Linked DNA regions of Pan troglodytes: region 2 is linked to region 1. The links are chromatin contacts, called in public Hi-C maps. All regions are on one chromosome and are shown on one strand. Each heading gives the region's core, a stretch centred on a gene start, on an enhancer-like site or on the middle of the called end of the contact. The rest is flanking DNA. Distances are from core to core; before and after follow the strand shown.

What was found. Hi-C and Micro-C count contacts between places; a contact is called where the count stands out from the background.
Region 2: a Hi-C map of stem cell-derived neural progenitor cells shows a contact between it and region 1, with 5 times the contacts expected there. The contact joins the enhancer-like site here to the promoter of RNASE4 in region 1. A contact is called at or near these places in 1 of 7 Hi-C or Micro-C datasets (stem cell-derived neural progenitor cells) and 1 of 1 datasets of contacts at active chromatin or transcription factors (stem cell-derived excitatory neurons).

What each region holds. Positions count from the first base shown.
Region 1 is chr15:19,137,375-19,145,181 of NHGRI_mPanTro3-v2.0_pri, forward strand. It overlaps RNASE4 (ribonuclease A family member 4), which reads left to right and starts at 2,808. Exons shown (of 1, transcript NM_001009107.1): 1 at 2,808-3,251. The coding sequence starts at 2,808. The coding sequence ends at 3,251.
Region 2 is chr15:19,354,671-19,362,477 of NHGRI_mPanTro3-v2.0_pri, forward strand. No RefSeq gene overlaps it. Among named protein-coding and RNA genes, the nearest start is that of METTL17, 16 kb to the right of the region's middle. Within about 2 kb of position 2,886, at least 5 of the 24 cell types and tissues checked have an H3K27ac peak or open chromatin away from gene starts, as enhancers often do. A contact at or near this core is called in stem cell-derived neural progenitor cells, where this site is marked.

The sequences.
Region 1 (7,807 bases), core at 1,558-4,057:
TCTAGTAGCTGAGATATTTTATAGTTTAAAAACAGACTTCCAATATCTTGAGAATACAGTTAGCTCTACGAAATAAAGAGGAGTCAATAATATATGCAACTCTGTAGTCATTCATTATTTTATCCAGATTGACAGAAGCAGAGGAAACCAAGAAAAATGGAAGTGGTAAAAAAAAAAAATGCAGCAATTGCCAACATTTACTGAGCATTTACCATGTGCTAGGCCTTGTTATAGGCACTTAGATTGATTTTCTTTTCATAACATCCCTAAGAGGTAGGTATTACATGCTCATTTTGCTTATGAGGAAATCTGCTGAGAGAGATTAAGTAATTTTCTCATGGTCACAGCCTCAGTCTTTTAGACCACAGTGTCAAAAGAAGTTCTTACTGTGAGTCAGGGTGGTGCAATGGAGAAAGCGTTTGGGGAAAATCCTGACCCAAAAGTGTGTGTTGGGATGATGTGGAGATCATTCAATTTTCTCTTGTAGCTACAGCTTTGAGATGCACCCATTGGTATCCACACTGGCCTGCTGTCCTCAAATATTTCTCTATGTCTTGTTTACTTGAGTAGTGTAGAAAAGCTGACGTCCTGGGTCTGCTCTCGCATGCATAGGTGAGGTTTTCTCTGTAGCTAGTTATCTTGCTAAACCATATTTTTGGTCACAAAGAATCAGGATGAGAGAAAGTAGATAAAACCATGGAAACTCGAGGTGCCACCGGAAAAGCAAACCAAAGTATATTGATCTGCTGAAGCTATAATCCAAGTACTAAGTATACCTTCAGAAGTTGTATGCATTGTTCTTGGGGCAAAAAGGAAATCAAACATCTGCCCTTCCTCCCACAATCTCTTTACTTCCCTCTCTTCCTAACACTGTATCTCACATCTACAGCTGCAGGCACACAGATATGACATACAGCTTGATATCTTTATGTGCAAAGGCAAAAGATGGCTATGGATATAGGAGATGGCATTTAAAAGAACAATATCCATGTTTGATACTGCTTTCATTATCAATAATGAAAAGGTAGCCTTTCAGCAGAACAAAGTAAGGTACAGGTCGTTTGGAAGCCATTTCAGTCATTCACACAGTGTGATCCACCATTACGAAGGAGAATTTGAAATCAAAAGACAATAGTACCCATATACATCAAACTAGGAGCTCAACTGGGGTCAGTCCTTGGACGGCACATACAGAGTTGGGCTGCCTGACTCTCAAAACATTGCCCTTGCTAATTTGCGTTGCTCACTTCCTATTGAATCAGGGATGATTTTTCTTTGCTGTAGTGAATCAGCCCTGCTACACTGCAAGAATCAAGCCGATTTACAATTCACATCAATTCCAGGAGTGACGGCCAGATGGCAGCATCTGGCTAGTCAGTTGGTGAGTGAGTCCACCTCCAATCTTGATTAAACTCTGCTGCTGGGAAGTAGCAATTCTGAGCATAAATGTCTTTGATATCCTGAATATTTGGGGCGTGGGATGAGAGAGGCAGTAGAGGATAGTGGAAAGACCACAGGGTGTAGACTAAGATAGGCCTGGATTCCTTTCTTTAATCTGTCAACGAAAGCAATGAATGTTCTGAAACTACATGGCAATGCTTTTTTTGTTGCTGCTCTGGCTTTTTTTTAATGCTATAAAATATATGCTTATTTTTCATTGCCAAGAGGTGACAACACAATGATGCTGCAACCAGAGAAGACAGACAGCTACCAACAACTATTGACAAGACAGGAGGAACATCAAGAATAGATGCAAGACAAAGCAATGTATCTCCATGGCCTAGATTTTTTAGGTTATTCATAGAAACAGCAAGGAGAAGAAGACACAATCCAAGTTTTCTTTTGAGGATATTGTGCTGTTTAAATTTATTTTTTAAACATTTCTTAGCTTCTCTTATTAGTCAATTTCATAAGCCTGGGAAACACCTTTACTCTATCCATTTAATTGCATTTGTTCATTAGCTTACTCATTTCACTTATTAGTTCATTCAAACAGTAGCTATTATCAACTGTCTTCTAAGAACTGTATCTGGGTACTCTGGTTTTGCTTTTTTTTTTTAAATAGAAGTAAAAGGATTTCCAAAAGGACCTGATTTTACATTAGAATTAGAATAATACATTTTAAATTAATGTATAACATATATTATTCTAGAATTAGAATAGATTTTAAATCAAATTAGAATAATAGCCACATGACCAAAAAGAAAAGAAAAATAATAAAATTAATGACAAAGAAAAACAAGTCATATGAGAGGAAAGGCAAAGCCTAAATATTCCTCTGTCCTCTTCCTCCACCTAGATTCCCAGATGTAAGGTATTAAAAGTAGTTTGTAAACTTTCTGTGACTTATCCTGAGTCCATCCAAACTGTCGGGAATTGGAGCCTCCCGGGAACCAAACACTCCCCAAAGATCATACACCTACGGAATTCCCCCAAGAGACACACAACTGCAGTTTCATGTAGGTTCACCTTTTTCTCTCTTTTTATACTCTGACCACACAAGCCTGGCAGCCACGCAGTCAGTCCCTGCCCTGTGTCATTGTACTGGCTACAGCAACTTCTCTCTGTAAATGAGAAAGGTCTTGCTTTCAGAAAAGATCATGTTTGCAAACTACTCACTCTTGAGGAAGCAAGGGTGGGAAAAGTAGCAGAGATGAGTGGGGAGATGGTGCATATAAGAAGGAGGAAAGAGGAGACTATGGAGTCAGGATGCCAGCTTACTATTCTCAACACCTTTTTCCAGTGCCCAGTTCTTACCTTATTTCTCCTGCCCCTTGCTTTCTTTTCTAGGCACCTCTAAGATACTGATGGCTCTGCAGAGGACCCATTCATTGCTTCTGCTTTTGCTGCTGACCCTGCTGGGGCTGGGGCTGGTCCAGCCCTCCTATGGCCAGGATGGCATGTACCAGCGATTCCTGCGGCAACACGTGCACCCTGAGGAGACAGGTGGCAGTGATCGCTACTGCAACTTGATGATGCAAAGACGGAAGATGACTTTGTATCACTGCAAGCGCTTCAACACCTTCATCCATGAAGATATCTGGAACATTCGTAGTATCTGCAGCACCACCAATATCCAATGCAAGAACGGCAAGATGAACTGCCATGAGGGTGTAGTGAAGGTCACAGATTGCAGGGACACAGGAAGTTCCAGGGCACCCAACTGCAGATATCGGGCCATGGCGAGCACTAGACGTGTTGTCATTGCCTGTGAGGGTAACCCACAGGTGCCTGTGCACTTTGACGGTTAGATGCCACCGTGTAGGGATTATCGCGAGTGGTTGACCTTACACTTAACTCCTTAAATAGCAGTGAGTAATGCATTTGAGCTGTCCCAGGCTCTGTCTCCTCAGCTCATTTCTTACTCTTTTTCTCTATATAACTCATTCTATTAAATACATTGCACCAAAGAGAAATGGAGACATAAACCTATAATGAATGAGGCTGGGCTTTTCTGTAATAAGCTTCCTTTTATAATACTGGTCAGCTTAGCTCTCTCAGATCCTATCCTGTGGAATTTAGTTATTATGTATATTTATGTAGTATTTCAAACATTTCAAAATGCTTTCATCTATGTTTATCACATTTTAATACCACAGCACTTATAATGATGTCACTACATATAGAAGCTCAAAGTTAAGGGATTTGCTGAAGACTATAAAGTTAATGGAAGAATTGAGACAAAAATCCAGTGTAGCTGGCCACTTATCCAGGGCTTTTTCTACTTCATCACAAGGAATGTTTTGAAAGTGTCTGCTTTTTTTATCCTTAAAATTCACCTGTCAGGGAGGCATTAAAAATTTGGAAATGTATGCCAGCAAAATGTGAGCTCTGTATTTTTTGGCATTCTTATGTTTGGGTTGAATAAGATTAAGAAAATGATACTGGGAATTTTCTTTTTCCTGAAACTTTGAATCACCCTAGTAAGTCAAAGTACTAAAAAATGTACTAGATCATTAAGACTTATGTGCTCTTACTGATTGAAAGATTTTTTATGTTTTCCTTGTAATAAAGGACTTAAACTGAAGGTACCTGAGAAGACTGTGCTATGGTATTATTTCTTTTTCTCCGATTTTTAAATTCTTCTCTAGTTTATAAACATGCATGCACCTTAATAACCTCATAAACTCTGGTCAAAGACTAATAACTATCAGATCCATGACCACAACACAGAAGATTTGTCTCATTTACTCCAGAGAGAATGATTCCTCTCAAAGACAATTCTCACAGCTCTTCCTTCTCCCTTAGAATATTTAGAAGCAAATTAGGGAGCTGTCAGGCCTCTGATCCCAAGCCTGCACATATACATCCAGATGGCCTGAAACAACTGAAGAACCACAAAAGAAGTGAAAATAGCCAGTTCCTGCTTTAACTGATGACATTCCACCACTGTGATTTGTTCCTGCCCCACCTTAACTGATCAATTAGCCTTGTGACATTCCTTCTCCCGGACAATGAGACTCAGGAGCTCCCCACCAGAGCACCTTGTGACTCCCGCCCCTGCCCGCAAGAGGATAACCCACTTTGACTGTAATTTTCCACTACCAACCCAAATCCTATAAAACTGCCCCACCCCTATCTCCCTTTGCTGACTCCTTTTTTGGACTCAGTCTGCCTGCACCCAGGTGATTAAAAAGCTTTATTGCTCACACAAAGCCTGTTTGGTGGTCTCTTCACATGGACGTGTGTGGCATTTAGTGCCGAAGACCCGGGACAGGGGGACTCCTTCAGGAGACTGGTCCCCTGTCCTTGCCCTCACTCCATGAGGAGATCCACCTACAACCTCAGGTCCTCAGACCAACCAGCCCAAGGAACATCTCACCCATTTCAAATTGGGTAAGCGGTCTTTTCACTGTCTTCTCCAGCCTCTCTTGCTACCCTTCAATTTCCCTGTCCTTCCAATTCCAGTTCTCTTTCCTCTCTAGTAGAGACAAAGGAGACACATTTTATCCATGGACCCAAAACTCCGACACCAGTCACGGACTCGGGAAGACAGTCTTCCCTTGGTGTCTGATCATCGTGGGGATGCCTGCCCTGATCATTCACCCACATTCCATTGGTGTCTGATCACTGTGGGGACACCTGCCTTGGTCATTCACCCACATTCCCTTGATGGCAAGTCAATTGCGGGATGCCTGCTTTGGCTGATCGTCCACGTTATAGCCCAGGGCTGCTCACCACCCCCTTCGCTGTGTCTCTACCTTTCTCTTTAAACTTACTTCTTCACTATGGGCAACCTTCCACCCTGCATTCCCCCTTCTTCTCCCTTAGCCTGTGTTCTTAAGAACTTAAAACCTCTTCAACTCACACCTGACCTAAAACCTAAATGCCTTATTTTCTTCTGCAATACCGTTTGGCCCCAGTACAAACCCAACAATGGTTCCAAATGGCCAGAAAACGGCCCTTTTGATTTCTCCATCTTACAAGATCTAGATGATTTTTGTCGAAAAATGGGGAAATAGTCTGAGGTGCCTGACATCCAGGCATTCTTTTACACATCAGTCCCTCCCTAGTCTCTGCTCCCAATGTGACTTGTCCCAAATCTTTCTTCTTTCTCTCCTGTCTGTTTCTTCAGTCTCCACCCTAAGCTCTGAGTCCTTTGAATTCTCCTTTTCTACAGATCCATCTGACCTCTTCCCTCCTCCCCAGGCTGCTGCTCACCAGCCAGGCCAAGCCAGGTCCAGATTCTTCCTCAGCCTCCGCTCCCCCACCCTATAATCCTTTTATCACCTCCCCTCCTCACACCCGGTCCGGCTTACAGTTTCATTCCATGACTAGCTCTCCCCAACCTGCCCAAAAATTTCCTCTTAAAGAGGTGGCTGGAGCTGAAGGTATAGTCAAGGTTAATGCTCCTTTTTCTTTATCCAACCTCTCCCAAATGAGTTAGCATTTAGGCTTTTTTCTTTTTAATCAAATATATAAACTCAGCCCAGTTCATGGCCCATTTGGCAACAACCCTTAGACACTTTACTGTCCTAGACCCAGAGAGGCCAGAAGGCTGTCTTATTCTCAATATGCATTTTATTAGTCAATCCACTCCTGACATTAAAAAAGCTCCAAAAATTAGATTCTGGCCCTCAAACCCCACAACAGGACTTAATTAACCTCGCCTTCAAGGTGTACAATAATAGAGAAGAGGCAGCCAAGTGGCAACGTATTTCTGAGTTGCAATTACTTGCCTCCACTGTGAGAGAAGCCCCAGCCAGATCTCCAGCACAGAAGAACTTCAAAATGCCTGAACTGCAGTGGCCAGGTGTTCCTCCAGGACCTCCTCCCCCAGGATTTTGCTTCAAGTGCTAGAAATCTGGCCACTGGGCCAAGGAATGCCTGCAGCCTGGGATTCCTCCTAAGCCATGTCCCATCTGTGCGGGACCCCACTGGAAACCGGACTGTCCAACTCGCCCAGCTGCCACTCCCAGAGCCCCTGGAATTCTGGCCCAAGGCTCTCTGACTGACTCCTTCCCAGATCTTCTTGGCTTAGTGGCTGAAGACTGACGCTGCTCAATTATCTCAGAAGCCTCCTGGACCATCACAGATGCTTTCGGTAACTCTTACAGTGGAGGGTAAGTCCATCCCCTTCTTGATCAATATGGAGGCCACCCACTCCACATTACCTTCTTTTCAAGGGCCTGTTTCTCTTGCCTCCATAACTGTTGTGCATATTGATGGCCAGGCTTTTAAAACTCCCCAACTCTGGTGCCAACTTGGACAACATTTTTTATGCACTCATTTTTAGTTATCCCCACCTGCCCACCTCCCTTATTAGGTTGAGACATTTTAACTAAATTATCTGCTTCCCTGACTATTCCTGGGCTACAGTCACACCTCATTGCCACCCTTTTCCCCAGTTCACATACTCCTGTTCTGTCTCCCTACCTTAATCCACAAGTATAGGATACCTGTGCTCCCTCCTTGGTGACCGATCATGCACCCCTTACCATCCCTTTAAAACCTAATCACCCTTACCCCTCTCAACGCCAGTATGCCATCCCACAACAGGCTTTGAGGGGACTAAAGCCTGTTATCACTTGCCTGTTACAGCATGGCCTTTTAAAGCCTACAAGCTCTCCTTACAATTCTCCCATTTTACTTGTCCAAAAACTGGACAAGTCTTACAGGTTAGTTCAGGATCTGCGCCTTATCAGCCAAATTGTTTTGCCTATCCACTCTGTGGTGCCCAACCCGTACACCCTTTTGTCCTCAATAAATTCCTCCACAGCTCACTATTCTGTTCTTGATCTTAAAGATGCTTTTTTCACTATTCCCCTGCACCTCTCATCCCAGCCTCTCTTTGTTTTACCTGGACTGATCCTGACACCCATCAGCCTCAGCAACTTACCTGGGCTGTACTGCCACAAGGCTTCAGGGACAGCCCCCATTACTTCAGTCAAGCCCTTTCTCATGATCTACTTTCTTTCTGTCCATCTGCTTCTCACCTTATTCAATATTTTGATGACCTTCTACTTTATAGCCCCTCCTACAAATCTTCTCAACAGGACACCGTCCTGTTCCTCCAACATCTGTTCTCAAAAGGATATCATGTATCCCCCTCCAAAGCCCAAATTTCTTCCTCATCTGTTACCTATCTCGGCATAATTCTTCATGAAAACACATGTGCTCTCCTTGCTGATTGTGTCCAGCTGATCTCTCAAACCCCAGTCCCCACCACCAAACAACAACTCCTTTCCTTCTTAGGCACTGTTGGATATTTCCGACTCTGGATATCAGGCGTCGCTATCCTAACGAAACCACTTTACAAGCTCAGAAAGGGCAACTTAACTGATCCCATAGACCCTAAGTCTTTTCC
Region 2 (7,807 bases), core at 1,636-4,135, 220 kb after region 1:
TCCCAGGTGGAAGCAGTGATACTATGTTAAATGCTTCTGATAGATCAGTAAAGTAAGAGTGGAAAATTGACCCAGACAGAGGCTGGGGCTGTGGGGAATTGTCTCATTCCAAATGTCAGGGATCCCCATGACCCAAACTGTTGGAGGACAGGAGTCTGGGCAGTGGATTGAGGAGACTTTTCCAAGTTCTTGACCTAGAGAAGACAGTCTCCTCCAGGAGGTGAGAAGAAAGAGCGTCCACACTGGAGTCATATTTTCCTCCCAGAGGAGGGAATGAAAAGGAGGAGAGTAGAGCATGTATGTCTCCCTTCCCCTGAGACGCTGGTCCTCCTTTTCCATTACCCCGGCCCTCCATACTTCACATGAACTGTTTTTGTCTCCATCTCTCCTCACTCTTCTACAGACTCATCAGATCAACTCACTTGACAATTCCTCCCTCCCTCTGAAGCACCCATCTCCAGTACCTTCCTTCTCTCTAATCCCCCTCTTCTGCCCTGCCCTTTCTTGTGGAGACCTCTACAGATTACCCATTCTATTTCCTTCCTGGGGCTGCTAGAATGAAATACCACAGACTAGGTGGCTTATACAAGAGAAACTTATTTTTTCACAGTTCTAGAAACCAGAAATCCAAGGTGTATTAGACAGGGTTCTCTAGAGGGACAGAATATTAAGGATATATATATATATTTATGTATATATCTGACCCACCCCACCTTCCATGTCCATGCTAATGGCAGGGTGACCTACTCAGAGCAGTCTTCAGTAAGTGACTACTTGAAATGCCTTACTGCAGTTCTCCTCAGTGACCTGTAAGAGGGATTAAGGGACTCCCCTGTGGCTGCATCCACAGCCATCAAACCTACCTTCGCTGGGCCTCACCAGTCTCTGCTTGGCCTTTCCAGATGGTCATGGCCCCAGGCTTGTGAATCATGTCTGAGTTCCTCTGTTGTTTTTCCAGGAAGCTGGCATCCTAAGGCTAGTCCCTGTCTGACAAACTAACCCCTCCAGTCACCTCCCTGGATATGCCTTTCCATCCCTGCACTGACATCCCAGGCCCAGACCAGAGCTTCACCCTCAGTCCGTTGCACCCTACCTGATTATAAAGGTTGACTAACTGACTTGTATCATACACTTAGAGTTAGGACTGGTACCCTCAAAATGCTGTCCGCAGTCTAAGCACTGTGCCAAGGAACTTTTGTTTACAGAAATGCAAACGTACAGATGTACGAACTCTCAGGAGAGAGCTCGCTGTCCCGTGAGCTCTCAGGTCTCAATGGCCACCTTCAATATAACTGTTACATGCACTGGGAAACAAAAAAATGTGTGTTTTAAAAAATAAAAATTGTGGCCGGGCGCGGTGGCTCACGCCTGTAATCCCAGCACTTTGGCAGGCCGAGGCGGGCAGATCACGAGGTCAGGAGATCGAGCCCATCCTGGCTAACATGGTGAAACCCCGTCTCTACTAAAAATACAAAAAATTAGCCGGGCGTGGTAGCGGGCGCCTGTAGTCTCAGCTACTCAGGAGGCTGAGGCAGGAGAATGGCGGGAACCCGGGAGGCGGAGCTTGCAGTGAGCAGAGATCGCGCCACTGCACTCCAGCCTGGGCGACAGAGCGAGACTCCGTCTCAAAATAAATAAATAAATAAAAATAAAAATTGCAGTGGTCTAGTACCAAACCCACAACATCTCTGAGGTATGCCTGTAGTATGCAGACATCAAAATAGAATGAGGTATACTCTTGCTACTAGCGTGAAATATGTCTAAAATACATTGTTAGTGGAAAAGAGGTGTAGAACGTTGTGTATAGAATGTTACTATTTGTGGGGGGGGGAATAGGAAATAAACACTCATGTATACACATGTCAATGAGCTTATGAATATAACATGTAGATATGCATAGACAGTAAAAGGATATAAACAAACTGCAAATTGTTGCATCTGGAAAAGAAAAGTAGGATGTCTTCATCCTTTTCGCTACATTTGCCCTCCTAATATTTGAATTTACCTCTGCCATTTGCATTTACAACGTATCTGTATATGTAAAAGAAAAATCAAACAGCCTACCTCATTGTAGCCCTTTCTGAGCCTACTGAGGAATGGTCCCTGGTAATAGAAAGTTTAAGAACGAAGCTGTGAATTTCAATTTACAGTTGAATTTCACAACTGTAAACTACTCTAGCGATGCAGCATAGACTTGACCTCCAAACCCCAAGCCTGCAGCCCGCGGCAGACAGGCCGAGAGTGGGGCAGCCGTCTCTCCTTCCTCGCCCTGCCCTCCTTCTGCACATCCAGCCACCTCCGCAATGGAAAGCTCGTGGCATAGAGCAGGCGCTCATTATTTGAAGCCTGTTCATTCTCCTGCTTCCTCGGTGGTTAAGGAGGCTTTTGGAAGTTCAAGTCCGTCTCAGCTAAGAACCAGGAGACAGGGCTTTGGTGCCTCTCGGCCCGCTGCGTCTCGGGGGCGCAGCGTCCCCTGCCGGCTACTGTGGCGGCGGCTGGAATCAGCCTCAGCGCTTAAGGTGCCGCGCGGGAGGAGTTGCCCCACCTCGGCGTCCTCCCTCCAGGCATCTCTTTCCAGCGCAGCGAGGGCAAGTCTGGGGATTATCTCCATAAAGGAAACGAGGTGGCTCGGTGGAGGGGCTTCAGATCCCCTTCCCAGGAGCCTGTGACCCGCCATCGGAAGAGAGTGGACCTCATTCTATTTCAATGTCTGCATAGTACAGACATTTGCTGTGGGCAAATCGGACCCGTGAACCCAGAGAGCATCATCCCGGGAAAGCTTTCCCGAAGCACATGCTTCCCTGCACCACCATACACGCGCACACCCGCACGCGCTCACTCCCCTAGCCCTCCTCCCCTCCCTCACTCCCGCCCTGGAAGAAGCGGGGAGCTGAGGGGAGAGGTGGAACCAGCAGAGAAACCCGCCGGGCAGGAGCCCGCACGAGCCCGGCTTGGGACACCGCAGCCGCTCCTGCCCTCTGCTGGCTGGAAGGCGCACTTACACATTGCGGTCATCGCGGATCGCCGAGGGCCGCTGGTGCGGCTCTGCCGCCAAGGACGCTCAGCCATTGGGGTAGCTGTGAGAGAGGCCGCGGGCTGAGTAGAGAGGGGTGAGGATTCCGGAAAGGAAGCATCGTCAGGAAGGGCTGAAGTTCCCACTGATAAAGAGGGGTTGGGCCACCAGCAACTTGTCACATGAGGAGTGGGGGTGTCTGCACACCTTAGTGAACCTATCAGCCTAGGACTCGTGGATGGAGACTCGGCCACACCAGCAGCTGGTAAAGGCTGTCCTGGGGCCCAAATCCGTCAGTGACTCTGACATCTCAGGGACAGTGTGTGGTGGCTATAGTGCTTTGCGAAGTTGCTGCCGGGAGTTAGGCAGAAACCTCTTAGGCTGTTCAGATCCCTCTTAACTAAGGGGTTTTAGTGCTGTGAGTATTCCCACAAATGGGTCCCTGTAGTACAATTATCTTGCAGCATTCATACGGCCTACTGGGGCTCTTGATTTGAGGAGCCTTATTCAGCAAACATTTCTTGAGTACCTATGTGCCAGGCACGGTTAGAGGTATGTGGGAGTCATCAGAGAACGCAGGACATACGTACAAAAAAAATCTCTGCTTTCACGGAGGTCACATTCTAGTGACCTAGACACATAATGTATACTCACAGACAATAAACATGTATGTAAATTACACAGACTGTTAAGGTGATAAGCTCTATGGAAAAAATAAAGCAGGAAGGAGAATGGGGGAAGCAATGGGTAGCTTTTTTTTTTTTTCTCTTTGAGACAGTCTGGCTCTGTCACCCAGGCTGGAGTGCAGTGCAATCTCGGCTCACTGCAACCTCCACCTCCCGGGTTCAAGCGATTGTTGTGCCTCAGCCTCCCAAGTAGCTGGTGTTACAGGCGTGTGCCACCACACCCAGCTAATGTGGGACATGTTAAGTCTGAAGGGTCTATTAGACCTCCAAGTGAAGATGTCAAATAGACAGTCCGATGTACTAGTCCAAAGCAAAAGAGCTGGGCTGGAAGTATGTATTTGGGAGTTGTTAGAGAATCAACAGCATTTAAAACCTTGAGACTGGATAAGATCACCAAAGGATAGTGTGCAGATAGAGAAGAAGACCTATGACTGACTCCTGGGGACCTCTAACATCAAGTTACCAGAGGCAAGAGGAAAAACGTGTGAGGAGCCTAAGAATGAAAGGCCTGGATGGTAAGGAAAGAGCCAGGAGACAGGGGCATCCCAGAGACCATCACGCAGCCTCGACATGACTGCCTGCGTTGAGGAACCAGGACTGATCTCACAACGCTTTTCGTCCCTATTCCTGTCACAAGAAGCCCCATTCTCAGGTCATCCTCATCAAAAAGAAGGGAATTATCCACTGTGCCTAATACTGCTGAGTGGAAAATTAATCTGTTTGGGTGGGAGGTGTTACTTCCAGTGCAAGGAGTGCCCCCATAACCCTCATAACTCCTACTGATGGAGCTGAGGAGGCTGAGGAGTCCATTGAGAAGATTTTTTTTTCCAAGATGGAGTCTCGCTTTGTCGCCCAGGCTGGAGTGCAATGGCGCAATCTCAGCTCACTGCAGCCTCCGCCTCCCAGGTTCAAGTGATTCTCCTGCCTCAGCCTCCCCAGTATCTGGGATTACAGGTGTGCGCCACCATGCCTGGCTAATTTTTGTACTTTTAGTAGAGATGGGGTTTCACCGTGTTGGCCAGGCTGATCTCCAACTCCTGACCTCAAGTGATCCACCCGCCTCGGCCTCCCAAAGTGCTGGGATTATAGGCATGAACCAACATGCCCAGCCTGAGAAGGTTTTCTAAGTGCTGGGCCTTAGAAGAAGAGAATCTTGTCCAGGAGATGATTAGAAAGAGGGTCCACCTATGAGCTGTGTTATTTGTTCTAGAGGAGGGAGTGAAGCGATGGACAGGAGAGCATCTACATCCTTCGGATGAAAGGAAGCTCCCTTCCCCTGATCCCAGACCCCAGATCCTCAGGATTTCACATTCTCCCCATCTCTCCTCACTCCTCCAAGTACTCACCTGAGGAACTCACTCTGTCACATCCTTCTTCCTCTGACGCACCCAACACCATTGCCTCCCCGCTCTACCCTGAGTCTGCACATTCTCCTGAAGAGCTCCACAACTTACACACAGACCCACCTCATTTTTTTAACTGCCACATAGTACTAAGGGAATCCCAATAGTAAGGAATTATATGTTTAATTCCCAGTTCTAGCACTAATTTTCTATGAGGACTACCATTCTGGTCCTCAGCTATGAAATGTAGCTTGGAATAAAGGACCTCACAAATTCCTTCCAGCTCGGACTCTTGTAGTTCTTTGAAGCCCTCATAAGGAGTGTGTGTGTGTGTGTGTGTGTGTGTGTGTGTGTGTGTGTGTGTGTGTGTAGAGGAATGTCTACGGAAAATGCAATCTACATTTCTGAAATTTTTTACTATGTAGATCTGTTTTTCTTAAAATACTATACCTAAATCCAGAAAAAAATCACCTGATTAACTAAAATAAAATTATTGTCCTATATATACATGTATGTATGTATGTTATTATTGCTGTTGTTGCTACCTTAAGACTATCAAGAAAAACATTTAACTATTACATTGCAGTCAACACAGAAATCCCTATTTCTTTTCCCTTCTTCAATAGAGCAAGAGAAAATGTTAGCACAGAACACAGTAAGATGATCTTACACCTCTGAGATTATTTAGGTTTGAGGTTAGTACACTGAGGGATATCAATCAGCAAACAGTAATGTGGTCATTCCCATCCTTAGCTGTCTCTATCAGCTTCACCTACCTCATCTAATAGGAAAACAGGAGACCTAAAAGTCATTAAACCTAAGAGGAAACTTTGATGAGTGCTTTACTGCCTAAAATATCTCAGCATCATTCAAAATGTTTATCCCTCATGGTTTTGCAAGGAGTGCTGGAAATAAGGAAGCCACTCCCTCTTTGGCACACCTATTTCACATAAGGTAATTGGGATTAAGCCTCACAACATGGTCCAGTAGGTAACACTCTACATACTTTTCTAGAGCTGTTACAGGCTTTCGTCTGTGTCCACGATCTAAGGTCACCCACCATCAGGCTTATGTTTGCGTATCATGCAGGGTTTTAATGTTTCCCTTGTAGAAAAGAGAAAACGCCAGGCGTGGTGGCTCACGCCTGTAATCCCAGTACTTTGGGAGAACGAGGCGGGTGGATCACCTGAGGTCAGGAGTTTGAGACCAGCCTGGCCAACCTGGTGAAACTCCGTCTCTACTAAAAATACAAAAATTAGCTGGGTGTGTGGTGGTGGGTGCCTGTAATCCCAGCTACTCGGGAGGCTGAGGCAGGAGAATCATTTGAACCCAGGAGGCAGAGGTTGCAGTGAGCAGAGATCACCCCATTGCACTCCAGCCTGGGTGACAGAGCGAGACTCCATCTCAAAAAAAAAAAGAAAGAAAAGAAAAAAAAAAGAAAAGAGAAAACAAGGGCTGAGTCTGAGATCACAAGGTTGGTGAATAGCAGAGCTGTGAGTCAGACTCTGATTTTTTTTTTTTTTTTTTTTTTTGAAACGAGGTCGTGCTCTGTCACCCAGGCTGGAGTGCAGTAGTGGGATCATAGCTCACTGCAGCCTCAACCTCCCAGGCTCAAACAATTCTTCATTTAACCACAGATTTGATGTATTGATTATTCATTTACATTAAAATACATATATAACAATGAACACTTTAAATGTGTATCTGCATACCCTAACATCGGTTATCTCACTTACCATCAGCTGTACACGCTTCATTTTTTCACATACAGCTTTATCTTGAACTTTAACTTAAAAAATTCCACCTGGAAAATGCTTTCACAGTAAAAGACCCAAGGACAGTATAAAAAAATGAATCCCAAGGCCAAAGATTTGGTCATATTTATCCAATTCTGTTCAAAAGAGAGGCCGAACAGGCAGGCTCTATATACTCATCATTGTGAAAATGACAAAATTGTTTACTAGGACAGTTCCTCATATTTTTCATGGAGTTAACAAAAAAAGTAATTCTTGTTTTTTCTCTTTGCTCTGATTCCTTGAATAAAGTAGTATGTTAAAATGTGATTTTCGGCAGGGCATGGTGGCTCGTGCCTGTAATCCTAGCACCCTGGGAGGCTGAGGCAGGAGGATCACCTGAGGTCAGGAGTTTGAGACCACCCTGGCCAACATAGTAAAACCCCGTCTTTACTAAAAATACAAAAACTAGCCGGGTATGGTGGCGGGCGCCTGTAGTCCCAGCTACCTGGGAGCCTGAGGCATGAAGATCACTTGAACCTGGTAGGCGGAGGTTACAGTGAGCCAAGATCATGCCACTGCACTCCAGCCTGGGTGACAGAGTAAGACTCTTTCTCAAAAAAAAACAAAAACAAAACAGGAGGTGATTCTCTGAGAGTCTCTCTGAGCCCACTCTGGTTCAGGAGGCTGCCCAGTTCAAAAACAAACCAAAAAAAGGTGGTTTTCTGTGTCTCAGATTTAGTAAGTGTTCCCAATAAACAGGGCCCAATGGCCGGGCGCGGTGGCTCACACCTGTAATCCCACCACTTTGGGAGGCCGAGACAGGTGGATCACGGGTTCAAGAGATCAAGACCATCTTGGCCAACAGGGTGAAACCCCGTCTCTACTAAAAATACAAAAATTAACTGGGCATGGTGGTATGAGCCTTTAATCCCAGCTACTCAGGAGGCTGAGGCAGGAGAACCACTTGATCCTGGGAGGTGGAGGTTGCAGTAAGCCGAGATGGCACCACTGCACTCCAGCCTGGCAACA